Linked DNA regions of Mus musculus: all the other regions are linked to region 1. Evidence: chromatin contacts called from public Hi-C and promoter capture Hi-C data. All regions are on one chromosome and are shown on one strand. The core of a region is the stretch at or near the end of the contact, and the rest is flanking DNA. Distances in the headings are between cores, read along the strand shown.

Region 1 (4,222 bases), core at 1,112-3,611:
CTGGATCCCTCCCTTCCCCGGGTAGGTGTTTCCAGAGCTGGCTTCCGTGCTGCTGCATGAAGGAGGTCTGTCTTCTACCATGGCCGTGGCCCATTTGAGGAGAAGCTGGAAGAGCTGGATAGCTTCCCCAGCCTGGAAGTGAGGGCCAGCCCCGCTGCAGTGCAAACCTGGCTCCCCAACCCAAAGTCCAGGCCCTAAGAATTAGTGCTCGGGATGGTTTTTTCTTGTTAAGATTTTTATTGGTGTGTGTGAGTGTGTATGTGCAAGAGCACATGTGTTCTCGTGTGTGCACACATATGACTTAAAGTATTCATGGAGGCCAAAAGACATTGTCGAAGCTGGGCAGTGCTGGCGCATGCCTTTAATCCCAGCACTCAGGAGGCTGGCAAATCTGAGTTCTAGACCAGCTTGGTCTACAGAGTGAATTCCAGTACAGGTGGGCTACAAGGAGACCCTGTCTCAAACAAGCAAACAAACAAAACCACACACGAAAAAGAAGTTTTTGTGTTCTCCAGAGATGCAGGTGGTTGTGAACCACCCGGTGTAGATGCTGGGCACTAAACTTGGGTCCTCTCCAAGAGCAGGACTTGCCCTTAACTGCCAAGCCAGTTTTCCAGCCTTGGTGGTTGGTTGGTTGGTTGGTTATTCTATGCAGAGTTACACCCATGTAGCCCATGCTGGCCAAGAACTCACTACCTACAGTAATTTCCTTGCTTCAGCCTGTTGGGTGCTTTATTTTTTTTTTTCTAGGTATTCTAGAACATTCTACAGAACCGCCTGAGCAGCCTCCCTCCAGTTTCTCAGGCCTTCTTCCTCCTCTGGTTCCTTCTGGTCGGGTGGAATGTCAGTCAACCAGCTGGAAGTGGGAGGGGGACTCAGAGGATTCTGGTCTGCCTTTCTGCTCAACCCTGACAAGCAGTGGTGCCCCAAGGCTACCCTGCAAGCAAGATGACCCGCTCTGGGACCACGAAGGAATCACACACGCGGGCTCTGTTCTGAGAAAGGGACAGGTTTAGATGAGAAACAAGAGCACTGCGCTGCTGCCTCTGGCATCTCGGAAAAACTCCAGGCTTCATGACAACAGCTTGTACCTAGAACCGAAAAAGAAGCCAGAAGCGTGCATGAGCAACAGGAATTCCAGTCAGTCTGAGCAGCTCTGGACTCCCCACCACAGGAGGCTGGGCCTGCACATTCCTGTAGCCATCTTCATCACTGCTGAGCCCCCTTCCCTCTGCTCTGGGCCGCATGGACCGTCCAGACTGGGCACCATGGCGATTCATGAGGATGGCCAGCCGTCTGTCCATCCCAGACTAAAGGCCCAAAACTGGCCCTGCAAGGCAGACCTGGGTTTTGAGAGCCTGAGCCCTCTGGCTGTGCCTCCTAAGCCCCTCTGTCCCTGTAGGGCCTGCCTTGTGGAAGCACAAAGAATTAGCTTTCGAAGCAGCAGGTCAGGAAAAGCAGGGTCTAACTGATATTCTAATTAGGGCGGCTTGAGCCTCCTCCACCCCATGACAGTGCGAGCTCGGCCTGCTGGGGACAGAGAGCGCAATGACAGCTCTGGTCTCCTCCTGCCTGATTTTGCTGGAGGCATCTTTCCTCCCTTCTGTTCATCAATTGTTTCTTTTTGGCCAGCATGGTGGGGGATGGGGCTCATGGACACTGTGGCTACGGTGGCACCTGTGTTCTCTCCCCAAGCCTAAGCCATATTGCCCTCCTGCTCCAACAGAGACCCAGCTTTCCTTCCTCTGGCCTTGGCCTGCCTACCTGGAAAGGCACTGGGTTGGCTTCCATTCAGGCTGATTCCTCATTAAACAGACACGCCCCTTGAAAGTTCCGTTTTCCTGGTCACTCATTAGGAAACCCAGTTCCTGGCCTACCTTCACGAGAGAATGGGGAGCCGAGCTGTGCAGACTGTGGAGGCCCCACTCTGCAGAAAGAAGGTCTCCCTAGGAGACAGCAACAGATGCCACAGACTGGCCCTGGCCATGCTCATCCCGCTTTCAGGGACCCACGAGTCCCTCCTCCCCCAGCCCTACCTAGATGAGGATACAGGAGAGCCAGGCTCAGTGATGACTCCGGGAGCAGAAGGAAGTCCTGAGTCACCCTGGCCGGGAGCAGGAAGTGGTTATCACCAGAACCAGCACTCCCAAAGCCCAGGAAGCCAGAGTGTGACGTCACAGCGGTGATGTCACCAGCCAGCAGGGATAGGAAGCATCTGCCAGGTCCCCAGCAGCCAGCCCTGTGCTTCTCCGTTCATCCTCTGTCCCTCTGTCCACCATGCGTGCTGCGGTCTACCCTGAGCACCGTGGCTGGCTGGGAATAGCTGAGTGAGGGCCTTGTCTAGTCTAGTAGGACACAGTGTGTGGTTCAGAGCTGGCAGGCGGGGCCTGGGCGGCTAGGGGGCGGGGCCGTGCCTGGGACCGCCCTCAGGAAAGGCCTCACTGAGCAGTTGGTGGTGTCTGCTTTGGGGCTTTGTGGGGTTCTGGGCCAGTTAAAACTTCCCTTCCTGGTGGAGGCAGTTTCACACAGCCTCCGTGTGGATGGACTCTGGCTATTTACAGGGCTGTAGGAAGAGGCTGAGTCACCAGGTAGCCTCCCTGGAGGCCCATGAGACTGGTCACCAAGGTCACAACCCTTGTGAGGCTGGTAGCCTGGAGCCTCTGGACCCTGACCCGAATGGGAGTTCAACTCTGCCCTGATAAGATATCATCTGCAGCCCGCTGGGCTTGGGGACTGTCACTTTATTGGTTTTGAAGTGCCTTGTTATTTTTTTGGTTATAGAGGTGATGTGGCCGAGTGATAAAGTCCTTTAGGCACCAGTGTGTGTGGGCGATGTTGTTGTTGGTGCCACCTCATGATGGGATGACTTGCCCAATCATAATTTACTAAAATCACAGCTCAACTAAGACCCTGGTAGAGAGAAATGCCATGAACCCCAGTCCTTCCCCACCTGAAGACCATCCACGACACACTTCTGGGGAGCCTCGCTCGGTGTGAACTGTAGGGTAGGTCTGGGTAAGAGCTGGACAAGAGAGCTGCTGACCCAGCCGGCCTGCCCTCCCCCCACCCCACCCCCAGCTGCTGTGACCACCCGGCATGCTGCTTATCTTGTTTCCCCAGATGCTTCCTGTGTGGGATGTAGGGGTGGGAGTGAGGGCCAGGCACTCTTCCAGGTCGCTCTGGAGACCTGATGTATCCCAAAGCTGAATGAACCCTGGGGGGAAGACTCCTGATGGCTTGCACGTGGGCCTTGAGGGAGAGACTGAGGGGGCACTCAGTCCCTGCATACCGTCCTTGGATGGGGTCCTCACCCACTGCGAGGCTGTAGGAGGCTGCCCCTGCCAGAAGTAAAGGCTAAGCCCGCTTCCCGTGCTGTCCTTGATATGCCCCAGCCATGGAAGCAGGTCAGGCCTCGGGGCAGCCCTCATACCAAGCTCCACTAAGTGGCACCCCTAGCTACTCCTCTTCAGCCCAGAGGGCATCCTCCTCTTCCTCCTCACTTCTCTGAACACAGAGGAGCATGCAGGCACAGAGCAGGGTGCAATAGCGACATGTCTGAGAACTCCACGGAAAGGTGCCCGCGGACACTGCCAGGCTTTCACCAGGTCCCCCTCCCTCATATCCCCTGGAACTTGTTTGCTCAACTCTGGTTCTCATCTGGGAACCTGGCTTCCCAAGGAACTTTGAGACCAGAGCCACCTCCATTGTATGTGTGATGGGGTTGGGCGGGAAGGGGGGGTGGGAAAGAATGCCTAACTAGTTACAAACCTTCCACATTCACAAAAGCTTACAGTTCATAATGGAATCTTTTCTGGCCCACAGCCCTGCAAAGCCCCAAAGCAGACACCACCAACTGCTCAGTGAGGCCTTTCCTGAGGGCGGTCCCAGGCACGGCCCCGCCCCCTAGCCGCCCAGGCCCCGCCTGCCAGCTCTGAACCACACACTGTGTCCTACTAGACTAGACAAGGCCCTCACTCAGCTATTCCCAGCCAGCCACGGTGCCCAGGGTAAACTACAGCACGCATGGTGGACAGAGGGACAGAGGATGAACGGAGAAGCACAGGGCTGGCTGCTGGGGACCTGGCAGATGCTTCCTATCCCTGCTGGCTGGTGACATCACCGCTGTGACGTCACACTCTGGCTTCCTGGGCTTTGGGAGTGCTGGTTCTGGTGATAACCACTTCCTGCTCCCGGCCAGGGTGACTCAGGACTTCCTTCTGCT
Region 2 (4,222 bases), core at 498-2,997, 990 kb after region 1:
AAATAATTGTCCAGGGCTCAGAGCAAGAGCAGAGCAGGGCAAACCCTGCCCACCCATGCCTGACCCCCTAACCAAAAGTCTCTTTCAGGACCAAGGTACCAGGCAGACCCATTCCCATGGCTCTTGGTATCTGAACCAACCGCAAGCCCTCAGTCAGGAAAGCCCTTGGGCCATTGCTTGATACCCCCCCTCTACTCGCTAGTCTCAGGCCTCCAGACCCACCTTTACCAGCTGTTTTTAATCTCACACTCAAGACTATGTCCATATTCACATCTGCACCTAACTAGCTTCACACCTGCAGACAATCAGGTGCCGGTACAAGCCAGGTCCAGAAAGTGAATAAAAGCAAGCACCATAAGACTTCCTGATCCCAGGCCTTTATACCACAGGCATGCTACCTGTCTCCCCCAAAGCTGGATCCCCATGACCCTTCTTCCCAGCATGCCCAGACTCGGGTTCTTGCCTGACCTGACCACCCCTAAGCAGACAGGGTGCTTCCCAATTCCAGAAACTAAGAAGCACAATAAAACATCCGCAAACAGCAGTGCCACAGAGGGTTACAACTTGGAGCCTTGTTAGTGTCTCTTCCCTTTCGGAGGAGGGGTCTTCCCATCTCTAGCAGCTTCTGCCAACACACACAATCAGGCCATCCCCGCGCAGGTCCCAGGCGCCTGTCCGTGCCCCCGGGCATCCAGGAAACTGCAGGGCAGGAGCAGGCTGGCCGCGGGCCCGGACGGCTCCGCCAGGGCCTGCCCCGGACCAGCCCCAGCACGCGCAGCGCACATGCCTGCACAGCCTACCGGGCCGCAGGCGCCTCGCACCTCCCCACGCACTGACACGCGCAGGGCGACGTAGGCACACTCCGAGGGCCGCCGTGCACGCGGACCTTGGCCTCCCAGCCCCGCCGCGACCCCAAGCCTGTCGGCCCTTGGGAACCCCGCGCGCCCACGTGGCCAGGCGCGAACCTGGCCGCAAGAGCACGCGCCCCAGGCCCGCCCGCGGCGCGGCGCCCCCTGCCGGCCCCGCCCCGTCTGGGCGCGCGCGGCCCGCACCCGCGCGGCCGCAGGTGCTGAAGGGACCGCGGCGGGCGCCGAGCGCGCAGGGAAGCAGAGTGCGGGGGAGGGGCGCACGTACCGGCCAGGCGAACTGAAAGGGAATGACGACGAGGCCCGGGTCCTGGTGGCCGCCGGTCCGAGACCGCGCGCGCGCTCGGTCCCCCGCAGCGCCCGCCGGCGGCAGGTAGAAGGAGTTGCCACCCAGCACGGGCGTGGCGCCGTAGCCGTAGCTGCAGGGCCCCGTGGGCGTCACCTTGGCCTGGTACTCCTTAAGGCACACGCGCACGTACGTGTCGCACTCGTCGCGGCCGCAGCCCCCCGCGCGCGTCGTCCGGCCGTCGCCGTCACAGCAGGCGCCGCTCAGCAGCTCCCCGTTCACGTTCCGCAGCGCGCTCAGCTGCAGCTCGAAATAGCCCATGGGCCGCGTCGCCTAAAAATAAGGCAGCGCAGAGTGCAGGGAGGCGCGGGCCGGGGTCGCCGAGCCTCCGCCCCGCCCCCACCCTTGCGCCGTTCCTAGGGCTCCGGACCGCGGCCGTTTGTGCGCCGCCTGGCCCGGAGGAGCGGCCCGGCCCGGTGCGCCCCGTCCGCGCCCGTCGCCACCGCGCGCCCCGCTCACCTGCACGCACAGAACCAGTAGCAGCAGCAGCCGCCGAGGCAGGCGTCCCCAGCCGCGTGCCCGCATCGCCGCCTCGACCCCGCCCGCGGCCCCGCCGCCGCCGCCGCCGCCCGCGCCCGCTATAGCCGCCGCGCCGGCCTCCAACGCCCGCCCGCCCTCCGAGCCCGGCGGCGCACAGGCGGCGGCGGCCGCACAGGCGGCGCGGGCGGGGTCGAGCAGTGCGCGCGGGCTGCGCGGCGGGCGTGCAGGGGAGGCGGCGGCTCCGGCTTACTGCAGCCGCTCTCCGGCGGCCGGCCCGGCTCCCACCCGGCGGCGGCGGCGACGGCGGCGGCGGGTCCTGGCCTCGGCTCTGCGCGCCCGCGCTCCCGGCACCGCAGCCAACAAGTTCGGGACGAGACTGACAGCTCGCTCGCCCATTCGTCACCCGCGCACCTGCATATGCATGAGGGGGCGGGGCCTCGCGGTGGGGTGGGGCCGTGGGGGGTGTTGGGGGCACCCCGAGCTTTAAAGGAGGCGAGGGTGCGGTCTATGCGCGGGGCGGCGGGGCGCGGGGCCACCGAGCTGTGGCTTCTCCTGCGCCCAGGCTCACTGAGGTGGGGCCTTTTCTGCTCCAGAATTCTCGCCCGGGTTAACAGCCTGGGAGTGAGTGGGGCGCCCCCTGAGGTCACTGCCTTGGTCCCCTCCCATCAGAGCGCAGCCACTCTCGCGCTGCTCTTGGTCCCAAGGGAGATACTGCCTGCTGCACACATCAGGATTTTGCCCCCACGCAGAGCGGGTGGGGCACTGAGACTTGAGTGAGCCCAACTCCTGGTGCGCCCCCTTCCCCCAGGAATTTCCCCCCAACTCCGCAGCCTCCTGTTACTTTCACGCCGGCTACAGGGGGCGCTACTCCCCTCCGGCGCTCAGCCCTCCCTTCCTCCAAGCGCACAGGTTGAGTAGCCAGTCAACAAATGCTCCTTCCTGCAGGCTGTTCCCAATTCCAAACTGAGGTGGTGGCCATCGCTACATTCTCTTATCTTCAAGGAACGTGCCGGCCTGAGGTTCAAATTTAGGGGAAAAGAAACGGGCATAAAGGATAGTGGACCATGTCAAGAGAGCTACCGGAAGAGGACTTTCCAACAGTCTGGGAGTATTAAGTCACAGAGCCTGGGTGTCCCAACCCTCCATTACCATTTCTTGACCCTGTTCCTAGGTGATCATTTCCTCTTCCACACGTCAACACCAAGGGTTCTTTGTCTACAAGCTGCCTCTCTCCCACTCAGCAGGGCCCTTTGCAATTCCAGTGGTTAGCCTCCATGATTGGTGATGTGCTACTCTGCCCTTACAAAAGTCTCCCGAAGGCTCCTCACTCTAGTCTCCCTTTCTAGTCCAAGTCACTGCCAGCCAGGATTTCCGCAGAGAGGGAGAAGTTCTGATACCGGTGAATCAGAGCCACAGTAGAAGGAACTTGGGTCAGGGCAGTGCCAGGCAGCCTACACAGGGAGCCAGGCCATCGAAAAGCCTTGATCCAGTTTGCCTGCCCTACCACTGTGAATGGCCGTCCAGGATCTCCTGCAGAAGCAGTAGGCCTGAAAGGGTGAACCAGTATCCCCCATACTTGCAGCATACCTGGCTCTGTCTCAAACTGCTCCCACTCCAAGGAGTGGAGCACTCGCCCAGGGAGCCCACACGCAGGTAGGGTAGGTGATAGGGCAGACACAAGCCAGGCCTGGCTACACACAGAGCCTCCCCTCCTCCACACCAAATAAGGGAATTGGTGCATATTAAGAATCTTTCTGTTGTTTGCATCCTTTAAGTGACATCCCCTTAGCAAATTCAGCTTCCCTGTCCCTCTTGCTTGGAGACAGGAGATCACAGAGGACAGAGAGTCTGAGCTTCCAGCTCACCTAAGTTCACCACCACCTCTGAGGCACTCAGCCAATCTTTGAACTAGGCAGCCACAGCCCTGGCCTACCTGCAGGGGCCTCTGTCTAAAGATGGATGATGGCTTAGACATATACTGTAGACCAGCAAACCATGAGCATCCAAACCGGGGGTGGGGGGGCATGAGACCCCGATGGTAGGGCCAGCAAGGTGAGGAGAAGGAACAACATGCCAAAGTTCTGGGGCTGAGAGAACCTGACAAGAGCTTGTGAGGACAAGATAGCCCAACCAAAAGCAGGTGGCAATCCTGCAGTCAGTCTTCCTACTGAAATCAATGAGATGTCACAAAGACCAGGGCTGGGAAGTGCCACACCATGACTTAGGAGGTCAGGGTGATGTGGTGCTGTTGGGAGGCACAAGCATAGTCAGGACAATGACTAACGGTGCAGGGGCTGAGGAGAGGGAGTTTAGCATGAAGCTGCAGCCCCTCCCTGTGTACCTCTGTTTCCCTGCTGTCAGCCAGCTGTGGGGGGATGGGGTGGGGGGCAGGCCAGCAGGCAGAGCCAGGGTACGCTGACAAGGACTTCTGTGTGGCTGCCTGACTCAGCCTACCTGCCCTGCCTCCCAGCTCAGAGCTGTGGGTGCAGTGGCCCAGGGGGGGATTCTTCCTATCTGGCCGAGACACGGG
Region 3 (4,222 bases), core at 683-3,182, 780 kb after region 1:
GGTGGGGGTTCCTTACTTGGTCTGTGTGTTCTTAGTTTGAACTAAAGGAAGCCTCTCTGCTCAGTGGCCTTAAGTGTCACCCTTACTCGATGAAGACTGAAGCTACTACTAGATCTGCTTTCTGATCCCAATGCTACTGCTCAAGTCACTCAAGCGAGCTTGACCCCTCCTCCCCTTCCAGGAAGCAGCAGCCCACTCCAACCCTGCCCTCATGTCTAAGGATACCGACCCCATGACAGTGCACAGCTGGCAGGGGCCTCAGTCAGAACCCAGGACACCATTCCTTCATCTCCCGTCCTTCACCTTGGAAGGAGCCACAACCCAGGTAAAAGTCTCAAATAGAAAAAAAAAATAATAACGTTTATAAGCATCCATTACTAAGGAGTGAGCAAGGGGTAGCTAAGCTAAGACAGCGAAGCCGCTGGGGAAAGGGCTGTTTACAGAGCCAAGAGAATGGGAGAGCCCGGCTCGGGAGTTGGGACTCAGAAACAGGACAGTCTCAGTCTACTAGGAAGAAACTGCAAAATCCCCATACAGCTCCCGGAAGCTGAGACCGGGGCTAACAACCCTGGCAAGGACAAATGGGCTAGGAAGACAGGAACGTACCCAGCCCTCCTCTTTCCAGTACCTGACAAGTCTCCTCTGCCTCCATCTCTTCCAGTTCCTGGCCTCTCCCTGGAGTCCTGGCCTCCCCCTCAAAGTACTCCCGTTTGCCCACAAAGACATCTAGAGCTCTCTCCAAGGCCTTCATCTCATCAGGTCTCAGCTGGCACAAACTTCCTGAGCCCCACTGTCCTTGGGATGACATCCAAAATTGGTCACGAGGCTACAGGTTCCTCCTCTGTCCATACCGCAAGCCAGGCTCCCCCATTTGGGCCTGTACTATAAGCTCGCACAGCCAGGCCCAACAACCTAGCACATTCTCATGCAGTTTTTCCTATCTGTCTCCTCTTGGCGGGCTTGCCTCTACTCTCGAGTTGTGTAGAACCCCTTCCACCTCCTTCTACAGGGCAGGGATGGGCAACTGTGCCCGCTGGCTTTGGAGCCTGGGCGGGGTGGATTGGGTTCACGAAGCTCCTGTACCAGCAGGATAAAGCGCACATTCCTAGGCCTGGAGTTCTGCTCTGCATTCCACTTCCGCCAAGGCCCTCACTAGTACCCTTCAACGGGAATGCAGGAATGCACTCTGAACAGTACTTTCTCCACCACTCTGCAAAGCCGCTCCGCCCCACGCTAATCCTTTCCCCCTTGGCACTAGAGGGACACCTGATACCTCCATTGTTGCACCAGGCACCAGCCAGCGGCCGGTGAGAACTTACCTCAGGAACTGGGAGAGCCTCCGGAGTTCCCCGCCCCTCCCCGTCCAGCCCACTGTGACATCCAGGTACGTTGGTGTCTTTGCCCACCATCCTGTCCCGAGCCCGTGGCCTATCCTGCAACGTCGAGGGCGCAGGAGGAAGAGACCCAGCTGGACGCACAGGCCTCTGGGATCCATCCTACTTCCTTCGCCCTGCACCCCTCCACTGGGCTGAAAGGCCAAAGGTTGGGGCTGGGAGAGCGGCTGGAGCTCGGGCTTCTGGAATGTGGTTAAATGTTAACTATTCGGCTCTGGGACAGGACGCTGGGCAGCCGTACGCCCTTTCTCGCAACCCTGGGATAGCCAGCGCCAGAGAGAAGGGGGTCTGAATGCACAGGGTGGCGGAGATGCGCCGCCCCAGGCTGGGCCGGGGACAAAGGTGATCGCCCGTTCCTGGTTGCCCGATCCGGTGCGCCGGGACGGGTGGACGGAACGGGAGGGGCCGCGCGTAACCTCTGGGGCGGCGCTGCGGAGTCCAGCTCACCTGCTGAGGCTGGCCCGCCCTAACCTGGTTTCCGGGGGGCGGGGCGTCGCGGGGCGGGGCATCACGGGGGCGGGGCGCGCCGGGGCGGAGCGTGTCGCGGCAGACGTCAGGGGACCCGCCGCGCGAGGCCGCGGTCCGGCGCTCTGCCCGTGGGCTCGGCCGGGGCTGCCGCCAGCGTGCGGGCCGCGCCGGGCATGTCCTAGGCGGCGGCCCCGCCCAGCGCTCGGCCGGGCGGGCAGAGGGCCGGGCTGGGCCGGGCAGCGTCCGGGCGGGCGAGCCGCGGGCCTGGCGGGAGCACAGGTAGGACGCAGGAGGGGCCGCGCCAGCCCTGCGCCCACGGCGGCAGGGCCTCCAGCAGGGCACCTGCGTGCCTCCAGGCCACACCGGGGCGGGCGGGGCTGGACAAAAGCGGCGGTGAGGAAGGGGCTGGGCGAGGGCCCGGCACACCTGGCCCGGCCAGCGCTTGCCGATGCTGCCCATGTCTGCGCGCGCCCGGGAGGGGCCTCCTGGCACCGGCGACAAGGCCTGGCCCCGCGCATGTCTACGCGGCCTGCCGAGCTGGTAGACCTGGGCGCCCGGTCCCCGCCCGGGCAGGGCCAGCGCTGATTCAGGATACAACGCCGCTCCCTCCCCCTCTGGGCCTGGCGCGCCTGCCCGCCTCCCGGCCTCCTCCCGGGTGCCCGGTCCCCCCTCCTTCTGCGGTCCCTCCCTCCGTCTTCCTTCTCTTCTCTCCTTTCCCTTTAGCCGCCACCGTCTCCCTGCTTTCTCTGCCTCTGGGCTGTCCGCGGCCAGGAGGGGACCTCCTCCTGTCTGCTCCTTTCAGCCACGGGGCTGCTCCCTGCCTCCCACTGTCTCTCAGCATCTGCATCGCCACCTCCTCCTTCACCTTCGGGTGGTGGCTCTTCTGCTTGGCGCGGCTGAGGGGACAAGTTTGGGGTGTTTATTATTCTCCCTCCTAGCAACGATGGCCGGGCTAAGCCTAGCCCCAAACCTCCTACAGCAAGCCCTGGCTCAGAAGCCTTTCCAAGTTGGACTGGCGGTGGCAGTGGTCACCCCATGACCAGGCTCTGGGGGTTGGCCTCCCTCTCCTCTAAGGGTGTCCCCGTGCCTGCTGTCCACAGTGAGATGATGGCAGGCAGGTGATGTCAGAGTAGGAGACATCCAGGCTGGGTGGGGCTGGGAGGCTCAGTGACGCCCTGGGTCTGGGGCCTGGGGGGGGGGGGGGCTCCCTCCACAGCCCTGACACCTTTGCCAGTAGGATTGGGTCTTTCTGAGAGTTGGGGCTATGGATACCCAGTGAGGTCCTAGAGGCTGCAAGGGCATTGAAATCTTGCCCCTTTAGCCCTTGCCTCTCAAGCTGGGCCCTAAGGAAAGGGGACCTCAGAGCAGGGTATGGGTATGTTCCTGACCACCTGGAGCTGTTTTCTGGGGAGGCAGGTTTCTTTTCTCCATCTTCCTCCTGCTTCCTGAAGGAGTGCTGTGGGCCTTCACAGATGGACAGAGCCCTGTGTTCTTGCCTGCTGCTTACCCCGAAGGGACCCGAGACCTGGGTGAGCAGCCCAGTGTTGACGTCTCTGGGCATGGCTCCTGGGAAATGCAGGACAGGGTTTGGTCCCTCAGATCACTAGTGTGACCTCTCCAGTGTGTGTGTGTTGTGTGAGTTGACACTTCCAGAGAGATGACTTGTGTGGTCGATCCTGCTTCCACCTGACCAGCCCTGTGGGGGCCCGGAGTCTTTCCGTATTCTCTGCCCCTCATCCAGCTTCCAACTTCTGCACGCTGTGGTCCTGCCTTCACCTCTGCCTCCTCTGCCCCACACTGCTCCCTTTCTTACCTGTGACGAGTCTTCCACTTGACTCTTAGTTATTCCTTCTATTGCTTTCTCCTTTCACTTTCTTGTGTGTGTGTGTGTGTGTGCATGTGTGCACGCGCTGTTTTAAAGTACAAGGGTTCAAATCCAGGTGGCAACCACCTGGAAAGTGCCAATGCTCAGACACTCTAGTTGTTCTTCACAGTATAACTAGACTGTGAGTCACCAGGACTCAGGAGCTCTAGACTGCCCCCTCTTGGACAGTTTGCCTACACAGAGCCACTGTCTAGGCCCAAGCTTGGATTCATGCTTTGCTCTTGAAGCTAATTCCTGTGTTTGAACAAGGCTTGGATTTTTGTGTTGTACTGGGCTCTATAGGGATGGAGTCAGACCTGTGCTCCGAAGACTTCTGTCTTTCCCCAGGATTTGCAGAGTGGCTTGCTGTGGGAAGCAGACCTTCTAGTAAGGGTGTATATCCCGGAGCCCTCTGTAGGCCATGCTGGGTACTACCTGGGACTGTTTCTCATAGTTCACATGGACATGTGGGTCTGCACTTGGTTAGCACGGCCAG
Region 4 (4,222 bases), core at 697-3,196, 730 kb after region 1:
TTCATAGAGGTCGCCTAAGATCATCAGAAAAGCAGATGGTTCACAGGACGATTCGTAAAAGTGGCAAGATTAAATTTATGAAGTAGCGACAAAAAATAATTTTATAGTTAGGAGTCACCACAACATGAAGAACTGTATTATTAAAAGGTTGAAGCATTAGGAAGGTTGAGAACCACGGATATTGGGGCTCAGAATCATGCTAATTCTGGGAGGGGCTGAGGCAGAGGCAGGCTCCAGAGAGGGACGGTAGGATCTGGGCTTACTCTGAACATAGGATGTGGGCCATTCCTACAGAGGTAGAGTGGTGGTAAATACTTGGACAGTCAGAGGGAACTGGCCCTCCCCCGGCCGGGCTCCTATGTTGGGGGCAGCCAAGCTCCGCCCCTCAGCCATGCAGTGCCTGGATAACTGCCAGGTGACTCTAGGCTTCTTACTGCAGGTGCCAGATGAAGAAAATATAGTCAAATGTGCATTTCAGACACATACATTTCTTTTCCAGGGCAGGAAGTTGAGACTGGGCCTTGCCATGTAGCTCAGGCTGGTCTAGAACTTGAAATATCCCTGCTTCAACCTCCGTTTAGTACAACACTGGTTTTCTTCCCTGTAGAATCTAGGTCCTCCAGGAACCCTGGGAGCCCCCTTGGGCTTCCAATACAACTTTGAACAGGCCCCCTGGAGCTGTCCCCAACAGCCAGAAAGCCCCACTTCACAACTGGGTACTCTGTTCTGAGTGTCTAATGAGCCGGGCAGGGGGTTGGGGGGAGAGACAGGACTCAGCGGCTGTCTCTACCCAGAATGCCTTTGGATATTCTACCCAAACCCCTTTCCCTGTAATTCCTGTGCAAGACCTCCTTCATACTTACCCTCCAGCTCTCTATGTGGTGCCCACCCAACATTATTGGTCCCTGGACTTCTAACAAATGCAAGGTGAAAATTCGGAACGGGCCTAGCCCCATAGGAACTCTGGCTCTGTGATTTGGTACTGCGTGGCCCCTCCCTCACGCTAGAACTGTAAATGAGAGTGTCTAACTGACAAGCTTAATGAAGCTCAACGTGAGCGATGTCTCAAGCAACTTCAAGCCCCCTCAGCTAAGAATACCCCTCCGCCTGCACACTTGGGAGCCATTGGTGTAGCCCATGCCAAGGGGCCTCGACTCCTCTAAACCCCGGGCTCTATTGTCACGTCCTCTCCCCAGAAGAAGCAGGAGTCTCCTCAAACCCTGCTGACCCTGATTCCCCTGGAACACTGTGCCCAGGGTGCCGGCCCTGGCCTCTCTCCATATCACTCCTCCTACATCCTGTGTGTGACCTGTCTGCCTAACTCCGGAGGTCTCCTGCCACTTCTCTGTGATTGTGTCTTAAACCCATCCCACCACATCTGCCCTACCCAGTGCCCTCTGTCACAGATCTTAGTGCGCTTGACTGTCAGCCCAGGGTCTGCAGAGGGCGGTAATTCTCTCTCTGAGACCCCAGCTCCACGGCCTGTCCCAGATGTGTTAACGTGAATTCAAGAGAAATCTTCATAGGGCGAAGTGAATTTCTTTTTGACATTTGTGGTCTCTCATTGGCGCCCTGACCCATCTGAAGGACCGTCTTCCAACGGGTCCGAGGCCATTGTCCCGTAGTCCACGGAGAAGCAACTGCCCCTTTGTCCACCAGGGCAGTCGGGACCCCATGGAGGACACAGAGGCCCAGGAGACAAGTATCGCGAGAGGGTCCCGCACCCCCTCCCGTCACAGAGTGCGGCGGGCTAGCTTCTAGCGGGACTGACCGGGTGGGGCGGACAGAGAAGGGGTAGCGAGGTGACCTCAGCGGTTCGGCCGCTCCGGGAAGTCGCCCGGTCCGCCCCCTCCAGCTCCAGCCGGGAGTTTCGCTCTTCGGGGCGGGGCAAGCAGCAGGCGTTGCCCCGCCGGCCAAGTTAGTGCGCGCCCCGCCCGGCGCCGTCCGGGTCCCCGCGCCCTCCCGGCCGGGGCGCGCCGCCCCCAGTTCGGTGCGGTCCGAGCTGCACGGGAAAGCTTGCAGAACGAGCGGAGAGCCGCGCGTGCGGCGAAGGTGAGCACAGGGGCGGGTACTCGGCTCCGCCTGCCTAGCCGGCCGTTCCCCACGGCCGCGCTGCCATAAATGGGGCCGACGGCAGCGGTGGCAGCTGGCGGCGGTGCGGGCGGGCGGCGACTCTGGCGTCGGGGGGCGCGGCAGGCGGGGGGGGGGGGGCGAGGCAGCCTGAAGTCCTGACTTCTTTCTGTCCGCGCGGCTCGGCCCCTCCGCTGCGCCCCGAGCCCCGCCCCGGCGGCAGAGCGGCTTCTGTTTACTTTCGATCGAGTTTTTCCTGCTCCGGGCAGGTGCCGGGGCAGCTCAGGGCTGGCGGTTGCGCGCGTCACTCCCGCGCCTCTCTGTGGGCTGCCTGCACCCGGGAAGGGCGCGTCGGGGCGAGCGGGGGCCACGGCATCCCCGGCGTGTTGACAGGCGTCCCGTTTGTGCCCAGGTGATGACTGCGGCGGCATGGAGTTCCCGGAGCACGGCGTACGGCTGCTGGGCCGCCTGAGGCAGCAGCGCGAGCTGGGGTTCCTGTGCGACTGCACTGTTCTGGTGGGCGACGCGCGCTTCCCTGCGCACCGCGCTGTACTGGCCGCGTGCAGTGTCTACTTCCATCTCTTCTACAGGGATCAGCCCGCGAGCAGCCGCGACACGGTGCGGCTCAACGGCGACATCGTCACGGTACCCGCCTTCAGCCGCCTGCTGGACTTCATGTACGAGGGCCGCTTGGACCTGCACAACCTACCTGTCGAGGACGTCCTGGCTGCCGCCAGTTACCTGCACATGTATGACATCGTCAAGGTCTGCAAGGGCAGACTCAGAAAGAAGGACCCAGATCTGGAGACCCGTACGCTGGGGACAGAGCTTCCTGGGCAGCCACCACACCCCCTGCCTTCCTGGTCCCCTGCCTTCTGCCAAGCCGCACCAAAGGCCAAACACCCATCTCTAGGGGTCAAGGCTACCCATCCCCTGCCAACATTTGGACCTCCGTCTTGGCAGGTTGCAGAGCAGTCAAGTGGGGCCCTGGACCTGTCACTGAAGCCTAGCCCAAGACCGGAGCAGGTACACCCACCCTGTCGCCTCCAGACATCCCTCTGCAGCTCCGTACAGCAAGTGGCGCAGCCTCTGGTGAAGGCTGAGCAAGATTCGTTCTCAGAACAAGATAGCAGCAGCCCGCAGAGCGCGGACCGATCCCCACCACCAGTCTGTGCTTCTGCAGCCCAGGGCCTGGCAGTGGACTTGGAGCCACTGCACATCGAAGGGACGGGCAGCCAGCAGCTTGGGCTGCCTGCAGAGCCAGTGCTCGACAGTGAAGAGCTGGGTCCCAGCAGGCACCTTTGCATTTGCCCGCTATGCTGCAAGCTGTTCCCTAGCACCCACGCACTGCAGCTGCATCTCAGCGCCCACTTCCGGGAGCGGGACAGTGTCCGTGCCAGGCTCTCCCCCGAGGGGTCCGTGCCCACGTGCCCACTCTGCAGCAAGACCTTCTCCTGCACATACACCCTGAAGAGGCATGAACGGACACACTCTGGGGAGAAGCCCTATACCTGCGTGCAGTGTGGCAAGAGCTTCCAGTACTCACACAACTTAAGCCGGCATGCTGTGGTCCACACGCGGGAGAAGCCCCATGCCTGCCGCTGGTGTGAGCGCAGATTCACACAGTCCGGTGACCTGTACCGCCATGTCCGCAAGTTCCACTATGGCCTAGTCAAGCCCTTGCTTGTGTGAAGTGTTTTTCTGTATCCCCCCCAAGGTGGAGGGAGAAAAGGGGCAGGGTCTCCTGGGTGGGACTCTGGGGCAGAGGAAAAAAGCACAGGCCGGTGGTAGCACTACCCCAAGGCTAGAAGGTTGCACCAGCCAACCTGAATGAATGTTGCTGCTTCTTGGATGGGTTGCCGCCTTCTCTCCTTCTCCCCACCTCACACCTGAGGTTGTACCCTGCCCAGTTAGGGACACTTTCTTCCTCACTGTCCTCTCTAGCAAGGTTCTAGAGTGCCTGGCCTGCCCGCACACTGGGCAGTGAGAGGTAACTCAGTTTTCCTGCCCTGGAGCTTCCCTGTCCTGCTGGGAGACTTGAGAGTGTCCTTGTTTGCCTAATGCCACGATGGAATGACTCAACTTGTCAAGAAAGTCATTAATGCAAGTGTCTTAACAGGGTGCACTGAGTGAGCAGGCCATTCCTGGTGAG
Region 5 (4,222 bases), core at 771-3,270, 700 kb after region 1:
CTGCTGTGAACAGGCACCATGACCAAAGCAACTTTTTTTTTTTCTTTTTCACATCTTTTCTTTTTTTCTTTTTTGGTTGTTTTCAAGACAGGGTTTCCCTGTGTAGCCCTGGGTGTCCTGTAGACCAGGCTGACCTCGAACTCAGAAATCCACCTGCCTCTGCCTCCCAAAGGCTGGGATTAAAGGGGTGTGCCACCACCGCCCAGTCAACCACCAAGGCAACTCTTATAAGGATAACATTTAATTGGGGCTGGCTTCTAGGTTCAGAGGTTCAGTCCATTATCATCAAGGCAGGAACATGGCAGCGTCCAGGCAGGCATGGTGCAGGCAGAGCTGAGAGTTCTACATCTTCATTCAAAGGCAGAGAGGAGAAGATTGGCTTCTAGACAGTTAGGACTAGGGTAATAAAGCCCACACCCACAGTGACACACTTACTCAGACAAGGCCACACCTCCTAATAGTGCCAACCCCTGGGCCCAGCATATACAAACCACAGCCATCCTGACCTTATTACCCTTCAATCATGACGTCATCTGAGGACGGAGCCTTCAACACTTCATATTCATACTAGAACGGGAGTCAGGCCCAGTGGAACCCCATGGCGCTTGTACAGACTGCACTAGGAAGTGCGGATTCTGGGAGGAAAAAGTCCATTATCTTAACATGAACAACAGCCTTCTTAGTGGTGGTTCCTGGGACAGGTCGCTGGATTTAAGCCATGCAGTAGGGGACAAACGCATGACTCCACACAGAGGTATCATCCATTCTGCACAGTTCTACAACCGGGGAAACCACCATTTGGGGGTGGGGGTGGGGGTGGGGAAGCACAGCAGTCAGTAGTCACTGGACCCTATTGTCCTATTTAGAATTGTGCTCCTTCTTTATGTCGAAGGCCTAACTCCCAAGAGTCAGAGTGTGATTGTATCTGGATACAGTTTTTTGTTCGGTATTTTGAGACTGGGTCTCTCTACCTAGCCCAGGCTGGCCTCCAACTCACAGAGATCAGCCTGCCTCTGCTTTCTGAGAGCTGGGATTAAAGGTGTGAGCCAACACACAGGGCTGGTGGATATAGTCTTAAAGAGTTAAAACAGGGTCCTTAGGGCAGAACTTAATTCAAAGTACTGGGTGTTATTATGAGATGAGGACACACACACACATCCAGTAAGGACACAAAAGTTTTTATTTGTAGATTCTGGAAGACAGAAGCCTGCAGAGAACCTGACACTTTGATCAGAGACTTCCATTCTACAAAGTCTGGAGAATTAACGGGTGCTGTGTGTACACTCCGGGTCTCCTGTACTCCAAGATGAGCACAAAACTTAATGCACCCGAATAACTGACGTTCCGATTGTGTAGAAATAGAAGGACTGAGAAACCCCTCAGCATCACTGTTTTGCCTGTTCAACATGTTAGAAGACACCACAATATTTTTAAATCCTGACCAGCGGACCCGCAGGTGACGCCATAAACCCTCAGGCTCCCTGCCCAAGATCAGACCTAAGGGAACACAAGAGGAACTCGTAGGGGAAGATGGGTGCCCGTATCCACTAAGATCAGGAGCTGGGACAAAACCCGCCACCCTACTGTTTGATACTGATATCTCACCTATCACCTATCACCGTTGCTTAGCGACAACAGAGCCTTCAGGCTTTTCGCGCGCTGAGCCCCGCCCTCGATCTCGTGCTGGTTTATGCAGAGCCCCTTAGCACACGAGTCCCGCCCCCAACGTAGCATCCCGCTAATCCCGCGCCCCACCCCAGAGCCCCGCCTCTTAGTTCCCGGCCTATCCTGAGCTGTGACATAAACTAGCCCCGCCCCAACACAACCCCCCCCCCCCTCGGCCTATCCCGTGCCACGCCTTGCGCAGACCTCACCTCGCCGCGCCAGCGCCCTTGGCCTTTTCCCGCGCCCTGCATTCCAGCCACTGCCTCCCTCAGCCTATCCCTCGCCGTTAACTGCGTAAGTCCCGCCCCCGACGTCACTCCGGCCTATCCCGCGCAGCGGGGCCCGTTTGAGGCGAGCCCCCAGCCTTTCTCCGGCCTATTGGGCGCCGCGCCCTCGTCGGCTCGGGCCTCCGCCGCGGTCCGAGGGCGCCGTGACGTGTGCTCGGCGCGCGGCGCGCTGCGCGCTGCTGAAGGCTGTGTCTGGTACCCGCTACCATGCCCAAGCGGAGCTGCCCGTTCGCAGACGCAGCCCCGCTCCAACTCAAAGTCCACGTGGGCCTGAAAGAGCTGAGCCACGGTGTGTTCGCCGAGCGCTACTCACGCGAGGTCTTCGGTGAGTGTGGACTTCCGTGGGTAGAGCGCGCTACGCCGCGCAGGGCAGCGGGAGACCGCGGGAGCGTCCCGAGCGCTCACGGTGGATGCTGCTTCAGGCGGCTCCCGGAGAAATCCGAGTCGGACCCGAGTGCTGCCGAGCGGACTAGCCTAGCGCGGGACCGACGCGGGGACTGGGTTCGAGTGGGCGTGATGGCGTAGACTGCCCTGAGCCCTCGCAAGTGGCCTTTGTAGCGGATGGATGTTGCTGAGCATTGCCTTGCAGTGATGGCTTTCTGGGGCAGGTGTAACGCAGTGTACCGTAGCTTGGCGCAGTTTGCGGCCGTATAACTTTGAGCGGTGCCGCTGCGCCTTTGGAATGTGCGGGAAAACAAACTCCCTACGCAGCCCCAGTATTTGTCCTTTCCCTCTCTGTACTCTGGGAATGCAAACTCAAGTGCTGAGACGCAGGGGCGATGCGTGAAGGGACAGGACTGAGCTGCAAAGAGTGTGCCTCCCCCCACGCCCCCCAGTCTAGACATGGCCTGGCGTCGTGGCTTGTTTTTTGACGCCAGCACTCAGAAGGGAAAGGCATGGGCTTTATGGTGAGATGTCTTAAAACAGCAATAACAATGCAAACACGGCCCAGAAAATGCCTCAGCTGGTTAAAGTGCAGTCTATGCAAGCCTGGACATGAGTCAGGTCCCAAGAACATACAGTAGGAGAGAATTCCTGAAAGTTGTCTTCCGACCACACTCATAGTAACTAAATAGCCAAGTAAATTAATTTTTTTTAAATGTAAGCATGCAGTTGAAAAGAAGGCCTAAGTGTTAATTGGAACCTAACAGCCTGGCTCTACCCTTCTGAGGACTTGTGTGTTGGAGCATTTGCCAGGCCACTCAGAGCCAGCCAGTCAGGAAGGGGTGCAGGGCTCTAGCGAGTTTTATAGTACACACAGTTTACCAAAACCCCAGCCCACACTCTGGACTCTGCTGGACCAGGAGGCCTTAAGGAGAAAATTGCTCTCATAATGGAATGTGGGTTTGAGCCCCACCTGTGTTAAGAGTACCCCTCCAGGAACTCTTCCCATTTCTTGTTTTTCAGACAGGCTTTCACCGTGTATCTTAGCCTGGCCTTGAACTTAAGTAATTCTGTCTTAAAGTAGGAGGCAACTGAGCTGGGAATAGCCACTCTCTTTGAGTTTTTGTTTGCTTCCAGTGTCACAGAGAGGTCCCTGGGTCGTGGGAGTGAGTATTTCTAGAACTCGCAACAGTGTTTCCCTTTAGGGCTCCCTGGGCCTGAAGCCCGAAAGGAAGCAATCCACTGTTATAGGTGTGAGCAGCCAGTTACCCGGGGTTGGTGGGTGGCAGGGCTGGAACATCTGGGAGGTCTTTGTCAGGGGGTTGTTGTCATTGTCCCTTTAGTAAAGTTGTTCACTGGCCTGGCAATGGTTGTAGGTGCTGTTCTAAACTCGTGTCTGTTTTCTGCCTCCTTGGGACACTTGCTTTTGGGAATGAATGGTTCTGAGCCAGAGCTTTCTCTGGCACTGAGACAAGCTTACAGGAGGAGGACTGGGAGTGCAAAGAGGGCACCAACCAGGTGAAGTGAATAGCTGTGGCTGCTGACAATAGAATAATGGGAGGAGCACCGGAGTGGAGCACAGCCTGGTGGCTGGGAACAGGCAAAGGGGGCTCCGAGCCTTGTGGGTCATAGGATATCTGTGCAACCGCTTTGCGGTTTGGAGAGTTATCTTAAGGAAGGCTCTTCCTCCCCAGAAAGAACCAAGCAGCTCCTTTTCCAAGGGGCTCGGGCCTATAGAGATCACATATCGAGCGAAGATTGTTCCGTGAACCACCTGCAGGAGTCACTGAAGTCTGGTGTGGTAGGAGCCCCTCAACCTGCGAGGGGACAGATGTTGATTGGACCTGATGGCCGACTGACACGGTGCCAAGCTCAGGCCTCAGAAG
Region 6 (4,222 bases), core at 573-3,072, 640 kb after region 1:
GAGAAAGAGACAGAGAGGCAGACAGAGACGAGAGACAGAGACAGACACAAAGACATAGAGAGAGAGAGAGAGAGAGACAGACACAGAGATATAGAGGGACAGACACAGAGACAGTGAACCAACAGAGACAAAGAGACACAGAGACACACAGAGAGAGACAGAGAAAGAGAGAGAGAGAAACACTATGGTAGCACAATCCTGCAATCCTATTACTTTCCAAGGGCTGCGACAGGAGAATCGATATTTCTAAGCTATGTAGTGCAACAACTCACAAAACAATCAAAAAAGGAAATGGGAAAGGCCCGAGAACAGCCACCGCACTCAGGCAGGTGACGCTCCTGAAGCAGAAACGTCACTTCTGTGGCCACAGAGAGCCCAAGCTGAGGTTCAAGGGAAACTCCCACTCCTGCAGCATCCAGAGCCACAAACTGCCAGATCTCTGAACCCTGACCCCAGCTACCAACTAGCTACTCTGCCCGCTTCATCCTGCTCTGGCCTCTCATGGCTTGGCCTGACCCTGAGGAACAGCTCCAACAGGGCCGCACCTCCCTCAGGGCCACTGCAGAAGAACCTGGAAAGATGACACAGTTCCCAAACACAGCCACTGCGGTCTCATGGGGGGATGAGGGAATGAGGGATGGTGACAGGCTGAGGCCAACAGTCCTCCAGGCTGGGGCCATAGTCACATTCCTCCTTTTGGGTAAATAAACACACCCTCTGACCAAAGGCCCAGGACAGAGTGAGTAAACCTTGCTGACCCCTTCCCAGAAGGAGCCACCAGACCTAGGTGATGTTGGGTAACCAGAATTGCAGCCCAGACAGAAGGTCTCTGTGCTGAGCGTTAGTGGGGCTGAGTGGCTCATTTGGTGGCTGCAGGGACTGTGCATTCTAAGAACAGCTGAGTCCCACTACAGGAACGGCCAAGACTTACATCCCAGGCTGGGCAGTGTCCAAGAGCCAGTCAGCACCTGCCTTGGCGGTGCACACCAAGCACTTTGGGGCCATCCCAACACTGGCTAGCTATCAAAGGTTGCTTTTGGCCCTGCGCTTGAGATGATAGGGCCGAGCAGGGGGCACAGAATACTGAGATGGACATTTACAGGCAGCCAAGGCTGTGCTTAATCCCATGTGGCAGAAGAGCACATAAACCCCCAAGCATGATGCTGTGTCCAGGATAGAATGGCTACAGGAGATCCAGAGCCCTTCACTCTGCCCACCCGCCACATGCCCTCCACCCAGCTTGGAAGATTCAAGGCTCAAGTAAGTGGAGACCCTTTATTCACGTTCATAAACCTTTTAAAGGTACAACTTCAAGCTGGAGAAACTGAGGGCGCACAGCCCAGGCTAGGGCCAGGGAGAGCACTTCAGCAGGTCCTCAGGACAGAGCTAGAAACTGGAAATAGCTACCTCCAGTGAAAAAAGGATGAAGGTAGGGACATCGGAGGACTCTCAAGATCAGCAGCCTACAGCAGGGCTCCCGTGTGGGAGGCAGAGCTGGACCAGAGGTGGTGGAGAACCTGACCAACTCGTGAGTCCACCAGATGGCCAGCGTAGGGGAGAGATAAGGAACGTGCTAGGGAGCCTGGGCGGGAACTGACAGTGAGGTCGGAGGCAAAAGGGCCATTCCCAGCAGGTCTCTAGAGAGTCCCGGAATGTCCCATTCCTTTTCATCTCTCCGCCCCCGCAGAGATGCCAGACCCGGGTGGGCAGGGCTTCCTTGGAGACCCCACCCCGCCCCGCCCCGGGCAGCACCGCCCCCCACGTGGCCGCCGCCGGGTGGGGCCGCACCTCCCCTTCCTCCCTCCAGCCCCGCCCGGCCCGCGAGCGCGGTTAGACTGTGCGGAAAGCAGCCGCGAGGCCGCCGCCCGCAGCCCCAGACGCTCCGGCGCCGGGACACAGCACTCTGCACCATCTCTCGGCTGTACCCCCACCCGGTAAGTCCGCGGCTTCGGGCTAGCCTGGAACGCAGAGGGAAACCGAGTCTGGGGGCAGTGAGGGAAATGGTTGGGGTTGAGGAGCGGACTGCCGCGTGTGCACCAAGGTGGCCAAGAACCTGGTCCCGCGCTCTTGGCCCTCGACTACGGGCTGATATGGAGATGATGCTCACTGCTCATAGGGTGTTTGCTCCGGGTCGGACTGGAGGAGTTCCCCCACCTTGCGGCTACCACATCCTGACCATGAATCAGCCACAGTTGAGAAAATAAACTTCAACTGGAGGTCCGCCTCCGGGATAGCACAGGGCGAGCTTGCGGCCCCGCCCTGACAGCTAGCTTCTAAAGATGCCCGCCGCCGGTGGGCTAAGGCAGACCTGAGAGAGTGACACAGCTCTGTTTCTTGTGGCTACCCCTGTCTACCCTCCTCCTGGGCAAGGACGCTGGGAATGAAGGTGATCTTAGCAGAAAGCCCAACTATGCTTTGGTGGACTCCCTAGAGGACTATGGGATGGAGAGCCGTCTATGGGCCCGTGTGTCCCGTCTTCTAACCGCTCAGTGCCCGGTGGCACACGGTGACAGGTTGGACACACCAGGAGTCAGCGGCAAAAATGACCCTGCTCCTTCCTGCCTTGGGCTCCAGGTCAGTGCACCCACTCTAAAGCTTGCACGCCCGGGTCGAAGCCAGAGTTGGGAAGTCCCTCCTTACCCGTCCTCTCTGGGCCTCAATTCCTTCTCTAAACTTGAAGGGTGAGGAGAGTGTCTCAGACTGTATCCCTTCAGGGTGTCACCCAGGGCAGGGGGCATTTGGGAAGCAGACACTGTAACCCCTAGAGCAAAAAAAAAAAAAAAAAAAAAAAAAAGGTGTTTGTTCCAAGGCTGGAGACTAAGGCTTCTCCCTGTCCCAACCCATTGGTTGGGGAGCAGCTGTGCAAGTTGACCTAGCTGGGGGTCCCCCTAGGACCAGGTAGGAGTTGCCCTGCCTGGCTCTGCCTTCCTACCTTTTCCTGGCGGTCTCTAAGCTTCCCTCCCTGGTACCCAAGCAGGCTGTTGGCAAGGGTTCTGCTCCTGAGGGGTTAACCTCCAGCTGAGGCCCCTCATTTTGTGGGGGTGCTGATGGCTGTCTAGCTAATTGCACCCATCTCGCTGTGCTGAGACCTGAAAGCACCTACCTTAAATAGACTCGTTCACCTTCTACCAAAGTGCACTTGTTACAGGGGAAAGTTTTCAGGCTTATGAAAGCTGTTGGAGGAGGCAGGAGAATTGCAGGATGGTGGGTGATGGGGACACCTGTGGGTGCAGGCAGGCTGCTGCTGGGCCATTCTGGGCAGGAATGGTGGCGGTCTCCGGAGTAGGCTGAGTCCTTGGGCTCTGTGAGGGTCCTCACGGTCTGAAGGATGGGGCCTAATATTGTACTGCCTGACCCTGCACACAGCAGGTGTTTAATAGGTGCATAGTTCCTTGGCCAGTGGGCATTGTGGTTAGAGAGGGTATACCTCTCTCTTTTTAGAGTGAGCTTCAGAGTTAGTCTCTCGGGGCTACCATAAGGGGAACCATAAGGGGAACGGGCCTAGGAACATCTGATGTAGAAAGGGACGATGGACCCCCCCCTGTCACTGGAGGTGTGAGAATGGGGCCCTAATATGTGGCCTTCACCCTGGTTAGCCTGACCTAAGTGAGGAAGGTCTTGTGAGAATGTTCAGACAGCCTGGGCCTTGAACCAAAGTAGGATCTGTTTAGAGCTACCCCTGCTCAGCACCCAGTACATGGATCTGTTCACAGCTACCACTACCCAGCACCCAGTACATGGATCTATTCACAGCTGCCCCTACCCAGCACCCAGCACCCAGTACATGGATCTATTCACAGCTGCCCCTACCCAGCACATGGATCCATTCACAGCTACCAGGGCACATAGCACATGTCAACACCAGCTGTACAGGAACTGGGTAGGGGAACGTGCCGGCTGAGCCTGTGTTCCCTGTGCCCCTGTCCTAAAGTGTGATTACATAAGGAACAGGACTGGAGCTAATTAGTGCCAGTCCTTTGCTGGGGCTACCTCTGTCATCCCTCGAGCACTGTCCCCAATCCCTATTCCCCTCACCTCCCACAGTCTGTGAGCAGGTCTGCGTGCTGAGAGGAGACAAGCCAAGGGCTGACGGGACCCATCTGGCCCTTTGGCTCTCACTTTGTCTGGAGAGTATGTGAGCTACTGTCTGTTCCGACAGGAGGCACTTACAGTGCCTGGTGCTGTAGACATCAGGTCCTGTCCCCACATCACCCCCTGCCAG
Region 7 (4,222 bases), core at 1,124-3,623, 570 kb before region 1:
TCTAAACAGTGGTACTATTTCATTAAAATTTTATCTTGTATTTAAGACCATTCTGTTCTATAATTTGTTTTTTGTTGTTCAGGGACACTCTCTCTTAGATACCCCATGCTGGGCTTCAAAGTCACAATGTAGCTGAGGCTAACCTTCAATACTTAGCCTCCTGTCTCTGCCTCCCGAATGCCGGGATTACAGCTGGGTGCCATCACAGCTGGGTTGCTCTTAATTAAAAGCTTAGAGTAGGAACTAAGAGGATAATTTATTTGTAATCACAATTTCCAAGAGACAAAACACAATTTTAAAACTATGTCTACACGACAGCACGCAGCTTCTGTTTAGATTTGGAAAGGTCAAATATTACAAAATCTGCCCTCCCTCTCCTCAAGCAGAGCAGAGCGACGTATCTATCCCTCGCGCAGGGCACCCAGCTGAACCTGACTGCGGAACTGCCTCGATCGCAAGATCCAGTGCTAAGAATGGCAAACCCAATGTTGAGAAGTCTCAGATTGCAGCGTGCACTAAAGACCTCACTTTCAAAGCAACTCTGTGAAATCAGTTCACTATCCAACTGGAAATCGTGTCACTGCTAAGTCTCCGGAGAGCCAGTGCTCTCAAGGAAGGGCTCAGTCCTCTGTGTGACCAAGAGCAGAGAGAGGCCCCTCACAACAAAGCCCCCACACCTCCCCTAGCTGCTCTCAAGCAGCTGCAGCAACATCTCACGGAATAGCAACCAGGCAGAAGCCCTCTAAAACTGAGGGACAATGAAGTTCTACACACAGCTCTAGATTTCGGTTAGAGGAGGAGGCCTGCATGTGGAACACATTTGTTTCCTCCTGTAAATATCAACCTTATCTGTCCGGAAGATTAGAAATGACTGGTTCAAACTGCACAGTCTTAGCCCAATGACGAAAGCAACCAAGGACAAGATTTACAGAGCTGGACCTGAACCTAAATCACACTTCCTCCTCCTTAGTCCTTGTGAGGGAACTGAGGGTCTTAAGGGGAAATTACTGTCCGGGTTGGTTGAAACCTTACACTGTAGCCTGTCTTGAGAACTGTCAATGAATGACTTAATCAAGCATTCGTCCTAATAAAGCACAATAGATCATCCGATCTATGATTACTGCATTAGATCCCTAGATGAACCGAATACCCAAGATCAGATGTATAAGTTTTTAAGTGACAGTTCTAGCTGTCACACACACCCCGAAATATCACCAGTCTGACACGGTTACAATTAGGGAGTCGGGGGTTGGGGGTGTTGGGGGAGGGTTCTTGTATTTTATATAAAACCTTTAACAGTTAAAAACTGCTCGGACGTGCTAAAAGAAAGGGATATTCAAGCCGTGGACATCAAGGGGAGGTGGACAGGCTGTCACCTGGGTGGAGTCCTAGGGGCTGGGCTGTGGAACGAAGCCTTCGGAAGGCCCACCGAGCAGGGGCGGGTGGTGAGGAGGTGCAAAAGGCACAGAGGCTGCCCTCCCACCCGGTAGAGTCTAGGGCTAGGAGGGGTAGCTCCAGGCTCGACTCTGGACCCCAAAGGCTAGTCCGGGGCGGGGGCAGGGCGGATATCCCAGGGAGCGCTGCAGGAAATGATATCCAGACTGGGAGGGTGGGTCTAGGAAGCGGCCAGGGCGATGGCCGGGAGTGGGGGGAGTGCAAACGGAGGATGTGGCTCCGGAGCGCAGAACCAGGGAGGCCCGGCGCGGGTGCGAGCAGTGAGAGGCGCAGGGGGGCGAGCGGCACCTTACTCACCCCACTCGAGGAACTCCGCCACATACTTGTCGCGGCGCAGCGCCGAGTGGCTGCACTCGGTGTAAAGGCACACCAGCACGTCCAGCAGCGTCTCCACGCTCAGGGCGCTATCGTTGCGCCACGGCCCGTCCAGGAGCAGCTGCTCCAGCTTCTTGAGCCGCACCTTGGCCGACATGGTGCCGCGCGGCCCGCTCCCCACGCGCCGGCCTCTCTCCGTCCGTGCGCCCCGGCGTCAGAGCCAGCACTCCCCGGCCCGGCGGCCGCGCACCCCGGCGTCCAGTAGCCGCACAGTCCTTGTCGTCGCAGCCCGGCCTAGGCCGACATCTTGGGCTCCGTCCCGGCGGCACCGAGTCTGGGGCACCGGGCCCCGCGGGTCCATGGGCCGGTCTCCTCCCCTAGGCGCCGCCCGCACGCCGTCCCCGCCCTCGGCGCCTGGCCGCGCCCTCGCGCGCGCCGTCACCGACCCGGACCGCGGCGGAGCCCAGCACCGCGTACACCCGGCCGGCGCCCGAGCCCCGACCTCAGCCCGGCCAGCCGCCCAGCCCGCGACCTGCAAGCCAACCAGGGCGCGGCCAGCGCGGCGCAGCCAACCACCGCGGGGCCGATCGCCGCCGCGCTGACCTCAGCGCGACGCCCCGCCCTCGGCCCGCGGCGATCCTCCGCTCTTTGGGCCTCGCGGTTCGCCGTAGGGACGGTGTGGGGCGGGGTACCCAGTGCGAAACCGAGATTGCGGGTGGCGCACGCGCACAGGAGCGCGGGCGGGGCGCCCAGCCGCGCTGTGTGCGCCCTGGGTCCCATAGTTCGGCTCTGTTCCCGATCCTCGGGACCGACCCTCGTGGCCTAGCGAGGCAGCTGTCCGGCGCGACCCCCGGGTCATTACTGCTGGGTTTCGGTTGAGCTCGTCTGAGCTGTGAACCGACAGTGCTCTGGGTCCCAGTGCGCACGGGAGACGCGGGCGGGGCACCTGCCGGGAGGCTCCGGGGTCCGCTGGACGCGCGCTCCCCACTGGGCACGCGCCGCTGGGGATGCGCAGTGCCCTGTCTCATCGGTTCAGAGTCTACCCCGTGACTGATTATTAGGGTGTCGACCTGGTGGGGAGTAGACTGTTGTCTCCAGGCGAGTCGCCGCTTTCACTCAGTTGGACGGCTCAGAAGGTTGATGTAAAACATCCCTTATGACATCCCCAACCTCCGCAGAGGAGGAGCCCTTTGTGGACCCCAAGGTTGCTTCAAAAGAATGGGGGCTTGTGGTGCAGCAGAGGCGGGGCAGGTGGGGTTTGGAAGCCGGAAGCTGAGAGGAGCCTGAGGCAAAGCGCAGGGTGGAAAGCCGAATGGCGACTCCAGCAGGAAGCGACTGAAGAGTCCCTGCCTGCTGGGAATGATGTATGACTTGGTTGGGGTTACGAAGCACACACATAAGCCTCCAAACTGCCCTCAAAATTCACGCGCGTCAGTATGTGTGTGTATCTAACTTAGTTTTTAAGACGCAGGCAAAATAGCCCGGTATTGTAGGTTGGATAGAGCGAACCCTTGTCAGATCTTTATTATTGTGAAGGAATCTATACACATATAAAGTATATTCACGAGTTACTGCATGTGTGTGATGCCCAGTTGTTTAAACTTAAAAATTAAAGCCCAAGAGAATCATCCTACCCAAAACTAAAGTCTGAGCAGCCAACTGCATTTTTTTTTCCTTGACAGCCCTCTTGCTTTTTCTTTGTCCCGTAAGCTTGCCCACGAGAGTGTCTTCTTTGGCTGGCCCTGTCACACTTCCAGCCACTCCCAACGGACAACTCTGAGTCCCTTCTCTGATTGCATGCTGCTGGACTATTTAATCCCTCCAAATTAGGACTTTGCCCTTGCACCCCGGTACCAGTCTGAGGTGCCCAACCCAACTGCCTTCAGTGCGTCTGCTCATCCCAGATCTGTTTCCGCACTGCCTTTTAGGACGCCGTCCACCCCTGGGACAGATCAGACCCAGGTGTACTCTGTAAGCTTCCTTTGAACTTGAAACAGTGAGTATACTTGCGTGGTGGCACATGCCTTTAATCTCAGCACTCGGGAGGCAGAGGCAGGCGGATCTCTGAGTTCGAGGCCAGCCTGGTTTACAAAGTGAGTTCCAGGACAGCCAAGGCTATACAGAGAAAACCCTGTCTCTGAGAAAGAAAGAAAGAAAGAAAGAAAGAAAGAAAGAAAGAAAGAAAGAAAGAAAGAAAGAAAGAAAGCTTTCTGTAGTCAATTTCCTCTTGTGCATTTTAGTCAGTTTGGGAAAGGATTTGAGTTGCCACCCGGGAAGCCCTTTGCTCACTTGCCCTGTTCATAACTACTTTTACTTTGGTGCCTGCTTTTGGAGCATGAGGGCTAATATTTTAGAAAACAGAAAGTCTGTGACCAACAAGTTGAAGGGTGAGAGGCTTGGGTGCTGGCTCTTGCCTGAGGAAGCCTAGCTATGTATCTTCTATGTATGGCAT

The links. Promoter capture Hi-C pulls out the DNA fragments that hold promoters and counts their contacts. Hi-C and Micro-C count contacts between places; a contact is called where the count stands out from the background.
Region 2: a contact with region 1 is called in a promoter capture Hi-C map of pre-B cells, with 5 times the contacts expected there. The contact joins the promoter of Jag2 here to the promoter of 5033406O09Rik in region 1. A contact is called at or near these places in 1 of 39 promoter capture datasets (pre-B cells) and 1 of 115 datasets of contacts at active chromatin or transcription factors (pancreatic cancer cells).
Region 3: a contact with region 1 is called in a promoter capture Hi-C map of the C10 cell line, with 4 times the contacts expected there. The contact joins the promoter of Cep170b here to the promoter of 5033406O09Rik in region 1. A contact is called at or near these places in 1 of 39 promoter capture datasets (the C10 cell line) and 1 of 115 datasets of contacts at active chromatin or transcription factors (pancreatic cancer cells).
Region 4: a contact with region 1 is called in a promoter capture Hi-C map of hematopoietic stem and progenitor cells, with 6 times the contacts expected there. The contact joins the promoter of Zbtb42 here to the promoter of 5033406O09Rik in region 1. A contact is called at or near these places in 5 of 39 promoter capture datasets (hematopoietic stem and progenitor cells, liver, pre-B cells and 1 more) and 2 of 115 datasets of contacts at active chromatin or transcription factors (embryonic stem cells and pancreatic cancer cells).
Region 5: a contact with region 1 is called in a promoter capture Hi-C map of pre-B cells, with 4 times the contacts expected there. The contact joins the promoter of Siva1 here to the promoter of 5033406O09Rik in region 1. A contact is called at or near these places in 4 of 39 promoter capture datasets (hippocampal neurons, liver and pre-B cells) and 2 of 115 datasets of contacts at active chromatin or transcription factors (embryonic stem cells and pancreatic cancer cells).
Region 6: a Hi-C map of LSK cells shows a contact between it and region 1, with 4 times the contacts expected there. The contact joins the promoter of Inf2 here to the promoter of 5033406O09Rik in region 1. A contact is called at or near these places in 2 of 39 promoter capture datasets (cranial neural crest and second pharyngeal arch cranial neural crest), 1 of 484 Hi-C or Micro-C datasets (LSK cells), 4 of 115 datasets of contacts at active chromatin or transcription factors (the NIH/3T3 cell line, embryonic stem cells and pancreatic cancer cells) and 1 of 9 other capture datasets (embryonic stem cells).
Region 7: a promoter capture Hi-C map of stem cell-derived epiblast-like cells shows a contact between it and region 1, with 4 times the contacts expected there. The contact joins the promoter of Cdc42bpb here to the promoter of 5033406O09Rik in region 1. A contact is called at or near these places in 2 of 39 promoter capture datasets (liver and stem cell-derived epiblast-like cells) and 1 of 115 datasets of contacts at active chromatin or transcription factors (pancreatic cancer cells).

What each region holds. Positions count from the first base shown.
Region 1 is chr12:111,942,121-111,946,342 of GRCm38.p6, forward strand. 5033406O09Rik (RIKEN cDNA 5033406O09 gene) reads right to left here and starts at 2,362. Exons shown (of 3, transcript NR_029464.2): 1 at 2,037-2,362; 2 at 1,765-1,946; 3 at 1-1,091. Gm36757 (a long non-coding RNA gene) reads left to right here and starts at 3,838. Exons shown (of 3, transcript XR_003950158.1): 1 at 3,838-4,222.
Region 2 is chr12:112,927,748-112,931,969 of GRCm38.p6, forward strand. Jag2 (jagged 2) reads right to left here and starts at 1,748. Exons shown (of 26, transcript NM_010588.2): 1 at 1,672-1,748; 2 at 1,135-1,485. The coding sequence starts at 1,737.
Region 3 is chr12:112,720,242-112,724,463 of GRCm38.p6, forward strand. It overlaps Cep170b (centrosomal protein 170B), which reads left to right and starts at 1,933. Exons shown (of 19, transcript NM_001024602.3): 1 at 1,933-2,141. It overlaps Gm46382 (proline-rich extensin-like protein EPR1), which reads right to left and starts at 1,925. Exons shown (of 2, transcript XM_017315329.2): 1 at 1,320-1,925.
Region 4 is chr12:112,676,894-112,681,115 of GRCm38.p6, forward strand. Zbtb42 (zinc finger and BTB domain containing 42) reads left to right here and starts at 1,947. Exons shown (of 2, transcript NM_001100460.1): 1 at 1,947-2,052; 2 at 2,483-4,222. The coding sequence starts at 2,500. The coding sequence ends at 3,762.
Region 5 is chr12:112,642,808-112,647,029 of GRCm38.p6, forward strand. It overlaps Siva1 (SIVA1, apoptosis-inducing factor), which reads left to right and starts at 2,021. Exons shown (of 4, transcript NM_013929.2): 1 at 2,021-2,277; 2 at 4,031-4,222. The coding sequence starts at 2,160. Gm30101 (a long non-coding RNA gene) reads right to left here and starts at 1,960. Exons shown (of 3, transcript XR_381987.3): 1 at 1,875-1,960; 2 at 507-635.
Region 6 is chr12:112,586,962-112,591,183 of GRCm38.p6, forward strand. It overlaps Inf2 (inverted formin, FH2 and WH2 domain containing), which reads left to right and starts at 1,823. Exons shown (of 23, transcript NM_198411.2): 1 at 1,823-1,934.
Region 7 is chr12:111,375,345-111,379,566 of GRCm38.p6, forward strand. Cdc42bpb (CDC42 binding protein kinase beta) reads right to left here and starts at 2,374. Exons shown (of 37, transcript NM_183016.2): 1 at 1,753-2,374. The coding sequence starts at 1,927.